2 separate regions of the Rattus norvegicus genome follow, and region 1 is linked to region 2. Evidence: chromatin contacts called from public Hi-C data. All regions are on one chromosome and are shown on one strand. Each heading gives the region's core, a stretch centred on a gene start, on an enhancer-like site or on the middle of the called end of the contact. The rest is flanking DNA. Distances are from core to core; before and after follow the strand shown. Region 1 overlaps Ndp (norrin cystine knot growth factor NDP). Region 2 holds the start of Kdm6a (lysine demethylase 6A).

Region 1 (3,193 bases), core at 57-2,556, 1.3 Mb before region 2:
GGTCTAAACCCACAGGGGTCCTCATGTTAGAGCAGCAGCTATTTCACTGACTGAACCTTATATCCTGAGCCCTGTGAACTGATTTGTAGTTTTGACATGAAAAACTTTACTCAAAACTAGTTATGAAAAACAAAAGGGGGCTGCAGAGGTGATTCAATGATTAGGAACACTGGCTGCTCTTCCAGAGGACCCAGGCTCCATTCCCAGCACCTACATGGAGGCTCACAATCTTTTGTAACTACAGTTCCAGTAAACCTGACACCTTCTTCTGGCTTCCTTTGGTCCCAGGCACACAATGATGCCCAGACATACAAGCAGAACAAATACCCATATACATAAATTTAAAACGACAGAAAAGTGACAAATTACTTTATGTCTACATTTAAGATTTTTGCCTCTATTACATTCATACGAGCCATGACATTTTTCTTCAGTTTTTCTATTAACACTGAAATAACAATGCAAACAATGATAACAAACACAGAATTCATCATAATTTCAAAACACAAAAGTGAGCTCTTTACAATATAACAATAGAATTTGTTTTATTATTAGTAGTATTTGTTGTTTAGATTTGTTTATTTTTATATAAAATGTATGCTTGATGCTGGAGAAGATCAGAAGACGTCATCAAATGCCTTAGATATGAAGTTGTTTATGACTGTGAACCATAATGTGGGTTCTGGGAACAGAAGGAATCCAGGTCCTCTGCAAGACCAACAAGTGCTCTTAATCACTGAGCTATCTCTCCAGCCAAGCAATTGTTTGTTTGTTTGTTTGTTTGTTTGTTTGTTGAGACAGACTCTCACTAAGTAGACAACTTGAGATCCTGAGGCATGCTGGAATTACAGGCCTGTACTACAACACTTGGCAACAGCTAAGATTCATGCTGCATTTTGGTTTTGCTTTAGATATACAAATTGAATGAGCCAGCACTGCTGTGCTGAAGATGAGTTTGTAAAAATAGAGGTCAAGAAAGGAGGACACTGAGTCAAGCTGCAGTGAGCACAGACCAGGATCTGCACCGTGAGCAGGGATGTACAAGGGAGAACTAAGGAATTAAGAAAATTCACGCTAGCACAGGATACCTTGTTTTTTGCCAAGCTAGTGTATATCGGCTTAACAGAAGCCTCTAGCATTTTTCTTGAAACTAAATTAATTCCTTTGTTCTATTTGTTTATGCCATACAGAACAAACTCAAATGCTGGCTATCAGGATTTAGGTCCTCAGCCAGGCAGCCCATGATGAGTTGAACAAGAGAACTCAGTAGTCTTGTGTCCCCATTGTGCTTTGTGCTTTGCTCTGGTCTCTGAGACCTGAATTTGGCCACAGGACAGAGCCCACGTTCTCATGGCTCCAGTACAGAGCCCTTTGCAGCAGGAGAATCACGTAGGCCAGCATGCCCGAGTTTGGAGTTACCCTCCAAACACTATCAGTGGAAAAGAACAACTGGTGCCCAGATTTCCCCACCTGTCATCCTCATTGAAATAATATCGCAACCTCCTGGGTGAGAGATGGTGCTGTGCCCAGGGAGCAGCTCACTCCAGGGCTGACCTTGTGCCTGGCAGTGAGGAAAGCACTAGCTTTGCACAAGTGATTCCAGCAACAGGCTAAGACAAGTGTCATGTGCCAAGAACGACCTTGGTTTTGCCCTACTTGTGAGACAAAGAAGGGCAGTATTTCCGTATCTATCCTTTCCCGGGCTCTTTCAGTCCTGAAATAGTCAGGTGTTCTCTCCCTATTTCTTTCATAAAACATTTATTCAACACATATATTTATGAATTGAGCACCTACCATCTACTTTTACTCAGATAAAATACAAGGATTGGGGTAAGGGGCTAGTGGCTGACATGCGGAGGCTCAGAGGTAAACGCCTAGCAACTAAAACAAATTAAAAAGCTAAAGGTCAGAGGAAAAAGTAGGTCCTATCTTAAATATATCTTTTTGTTCACAGTGTTTATAAGTAACAAATCTGGGCCTGTTATTTTCCTTTTTAATTTTATGGTCCCATTGATACTCCTCATTTATCAACTAAATTATACCCAGCATGCAGAACATCATCTAAGAGAAGATGTAGTGAAGTAGGTAAAATATAATGACTTTGGAATGGACTCAGTGTATCAGACAGAAATATTTATTATTTATTGTAGTTTTGTTTTGTTTTCCAAGACTGGGTCTCTCTATGTAGCACAGACTCTCTCTGTAGAGAGAGGCTGGCCTTGAGCTCAAAGACATACACCTGCTTCCAGCTCTCCTGGAACTCTTTATATCAGGCTGGGCTTGAACTAACAGAGATCCATCTGCCTCTGCCTCATGGGTTCTTGGATGAAAGATACTCACCACTACTCACAGATATATGCTGTAATTTTTAAAAATATGAGTCAGGAATAAGGTAAAGAATGCAGTACACAGTAGCAATTAAATTATATAAAAAAGAGAAGGGAATTAAAACTGTAAGGCTGGAAGAAAGCTTGCTACTAGATAATTCTTCATACAAAAAATTCTGAGTTTTATTCAGAGAGTGCCAAGTGCTAAGTAGCACCTTCCCAGGAAACTAAAGGATTCCCATGGGATTTAGTCAAGGAGATGCCTTGGAGAATAAGTCAGATGCTTCTTCCCACAACACTTAATTTGTAAACTGTAAACAGCATGTTGGATGATATAAAGCATCCTCTGCACTCACTGAATGGTTTAAGATTATTTCTATCTAGAAGCACATGAGTAGCAGCCAAGAAACCAAGCCTGGACTGACTGACCCTGAAGCAGTGGTACTTGGAAAAGATGCAAGCCCCACTTGGCTCTCCAAGGATACACTCATAAGATCAGTAGAGGGGAATATAGCTCTTGTTCCTTTCATCTCAGGGTGTTTGTTCTATAGTAGGAAGCAATGGCTTACTTTAGGTGCACAAGGAAAATAGCTTTGCCATTAAATAATAGTCCCCTGTTCTGTGATAGGACACTGACTTCTCCCCCCTGTATGACATCTGTGGCAGAGCTGCACAGCAGCAGTTAAATGTACAAGGGAAGGAAGGTATGAAGAGGGAAAGGAAAGCAAAAGAGGAGGAGGAAGAATACAGCAAAGGAAAGAAGCAATATATCATAATCACAGTAGATAAGGACACTCAAACAAATGCTTGAGAAGAGAAATCACTTGATGGGGAACATCAATGAGTCAACTGTGGAGTGGGACCTA
Region 2 (3,462 bases), core at 53-2,552:
TTATTGATTACAGGTGCAAACTTACATATAGAACTTGGTTTATAAAGGGATCTTTTCTTCGTATAGTTCATTTATTAATAATATTTCCTATTCCCAAAGACTGGAGGTGTGATGAGATACATCACATTATATCTGCCTTTCCAAAATAGTCGATAGAAGGTTTGGTCTATCTCCTGATTATACTATGGATCAAACACCAGATTTATTTGCACGTGAGGGAAAGAGCGAGCAAATGTTACTACTGCTAAGGGTTTCCGTAAGTAGTGGAAGCAGAAAAAGGCTTTTCTGGTCAGGAAGCTGCGTTGAAGGTTCTATTTATTAATGGCCAGTTCACATACAGCTCCTACTCTTCATGGAGGACCCACTGAGATGGACAGCACAGTATTAACGAATTACTGCTAGGGCAGAGGGTATATGCAAGCAGCAGGAATACTTGGCCCGAAAGTGCTGCCAACAGACAGACCTTTGGCGGTGGGGTGCCGGGGCCAGCGCGCCAGACCCCCGCAGGCAACTCTTCATTCCATCCTGCCTGGGATGTGTGGGCAGGGTTCAGGGGACCTTTTCCCCTTCCCCTTTCCCTTCTGAGAGGAAGGGGGCTTCCGACTGCCTGTGCGGCCTTGTCTAGGGCGGCGCCCAGGCTGACGGGTGTGGGGCCGGCTGCTGCTCCTCTGGCGCACTCCTCGTGGAGGCTATTATTTCCAGCAGGGGCAAAGAGTGCGCCTTCTACCGAGGGCAGAGGTATGGGACTGAGTGTTCCCTCCCCGCGACTCAGCTGCTGTCCCTCCCTGTGGGGATCGATATTCCCGGAGTGCGCGAGCGCCGGCCGGACCACCGAAAGCCAGTTTTGGCCTACCCCAGAGCTTCCGGGAAGCCAGAGGCAGTCCTCGGCGTCCGGGCTCTCGCCCGCCGCGGGCGGTGCCGGACCTCGCCCCGCCAGAGCGCTCCCCTCCCCCTCCGGATCCCACCACGGATCCCGAAGGGACCCGGCCGGGACCCTTCATTCTCTGCTCGTGTATTTAAGTAGCACAACCTAACCAGCTGCTCCCACTCGGTGACAACCCTACTCAGGACAGACGCGCCCATCAGCCAACCACGGACCAGAACTGGCGAGCATCCCGCTCCCGGGTCTGTGGCGGCCTTGGTGGGCGGGGCTAAAGCAGCTAGCAAGTTGAGTGGAGCCACGACTGACGCGAGTCAACAAAGGTCACGTGGGCCTAGAGGGCTGCTGTGATTGGCCGCGCTGGCCGGGCAGGGGAGGGGGGGTCACGGCGGCGGCGTGGGGTTTGCTGTGTGACACAATTACAACAACTTTGTGCTGGTGCCGGGGAAGTTTGTGTCTCCTACGAATCCCCCCGGAGATCCCGCTCCTCGCGCGCTCCGGCCATTCCCGTCGTCCCTGCCTGTGGCTGTCCCCTTCCCACCCCCGCGATGTGACCCTACAGCCGAGTCGTCGCTGCTCCCGACCCAGTGGCTCCACAGCCTGTGCGGCCGCTGCCTTCACCTCTACCGCGTTAGGATTTTTCGCCGCCGCCTCTCGCGGCAGAGGAGGAGGCAGAGATAAAGTTGGTGTGCCGGTCCCGTGCGGAGATTGAAAGCGTCCTTGCGGGCTCCGGTCCGGGGAGGGGGGTGTCGGCGTTGGAGTTGTGAATTCGCTACGTTTCCATGAAATCCTGCGGAGTGTCGCTCGCTACTGCCGCCGCCGCCGCCGCTTTCGGTGATGAGGAAAAGAAAATGGCGGCGGGAAAAGCGAGCGGCGAGAGCGAGGAGGCGTCCCCTAGCCTGACAGCCGAAGAGAGGGAGGCGCTCGGTGGACTGGACAGGTATGAGGAGCGGGCAACGGCCGGGGCGGCTCCGGACAGGCAGGCGCTGCTCTCCGAGGAGGCCGGAGCGCGGCTCGCCTGTGGCGGCGGTGGGGCGGGCACCTCGGCTTGGAGCTCTCGGCGCTGCTGATGCCGGGGCCTCGGGCTTTGGCACGGACCGGTCGGTGGCTTTTCCGGAGCACTAACGAACCGCGTGTGTCTTTCTCCGCAGCCGCCTTTTCGGGTTCGTGAGGTTTCATGAAGATGGCGCCAGGATGAAGGCCCTGCTGGGCAAGGTGAGGCAGCCGCGGGCCGGAGCGCGGACACGGTCTCTAGGGCCAGAGGCGCGATCGCCCGGGGCCCCGGGACCGGGTCACCACTCATTGTGGCCTCGAACGACGGCCGAGGGGCTTCCGGAAAACTATTTCCTGCTGCTGCGCTCTCCTCTACCTCTTGGTACCTCGCTTGTTCTCTTGAGAGATCACTTCTCTTAGCCAGAGGACAGAGGCAGCAGCGCATTCGGGGCCAAGCTCTTGTGGGGCTTCCAAATTGCCTCCGATTTTACCGCCCTTGGGGGCTAGGCCGATGATCTCCGAGGAGATCATGTGGAGAGTCATGAGTTCGTAAACGGGTGCAGATTTCCTTAAATTCCCCGCTCGTTTTCTCCCCTGGTTTTAAAGCCTCTTTAGGCAGGTTGTCCCTAATGTCTGCTGTTAGCCAAACATTTCGGGATGGCTTCTTGTCTCTGCTCCCTGAAGGGGGAAGTTGCACGCAGCTTAGGTCTGTAAAGAGTTTGCATGGGGCTGTTGACACGTATCTCAATCGGTGTGTGCTTTACCTGAAGTTAGGTGACTTGTTTACTTTTTGGATCTTTCTGCCATTAGATCTATCACAGTTGTGTGAGTGTGTTTTCTGGAGCTTCGTTTCCTGTGAGTCTGTCAGGGGCAGTTGGGGAGGTTCAGGGTGTAGTCTCTTGTTTATTTGTGTGCAAAGTTGTTGGTACTGTCATTTAGTTAAGTAATGGCTGCTTCTGTCGGCCCAAGATGGCGGGACAGGGTGGGAGGAGAAAGTGGGGGGGGGCGGTTTGGGAGAGGGAGGAGAGGTAAACATGGAAATAAATAGTATCAAAGAAGAATAGGCCTCTCCTTTAGAGTATGTAGCTCCGTAGTTAATAAAAATGATCACAGATTGTTTGCATATAGAATTTTTGTCCCCTTTTCTAGCTTTGAAATAGCTTGCATAAGCCTGGTAAACGCTTATCAACCTGTAGCACATTTAGTTACCCATCGTAAGCTATTGAACAAAGGCTGGAGTCTCAGTCTGTCTGCTTCAGTCTATATTTCCTGACCAGAGTGTGATTGGAATGGTCTGAGGAGGCTTTTTTGTTCACTGGGACTCCGAAACTTGGAGTGTTTATCATAGATGTTACATTCACCAGACATTTTCTTCTTTGGAGGATATCTCTAGGTTTGATTTGACACTTAGTTAGCTCTATTGTTGCGATTGGGAAGTTTAAGAAAGACGACTAAAGCTTAACAGCTTTTTAAAAAGTTGATTATTTTAATCCTTACTTTTTGAATGTATTTTGGTTTGGTGGCATTGTTTTTTATCTGTGATCACAATTTTGTTTTTATTTCAAAGTATCAAAATATAAGAACTTGTG

What was found. Hi-C and Micro-C count contacts between places; a contact is called where the count stands out from the background.
Region 1: a contact with region 2 is called in a Hi-C map of kidney, with 6 times the contacts expected there. The contact joins the enhancer-like site here to the promoter of Kdm6a in region 2. A contact is called at or near these places in 2 of 12 Hi-C or Micro-C datasets (frontal cortex and kidney).

Annotation. Positions count from the first base shown.
Region 1 is chrX:8,389,319-8,392,511 of GRCr8, reverse strand. The region is part of intron 1 of Ndp (norrin cystine knot growth factor NDP); the gene reads right to left. Among named protein-coding and RNA genes, the nearest start is that of Ndp, 11 kb to the right of the region's middle. Within about 2 kb of position 1,306, at least 27 of the 93 cell types and tissues checked have an H3K27ac peak or open chromatin away from gene starts, as enhancers often do.
Region 2 is chrX:7,057,800-7,061,261 of GRCr8, reverse strand. It overlaps Kdm6a (lysine demethylase 6A), which reads left to right and starts at 1,302. Exons shown (of 30, transcript NM_001427597.1): 1 at 1,302-1,820; 2 at 2,032-2,095. The coding sequence starts at 1,663.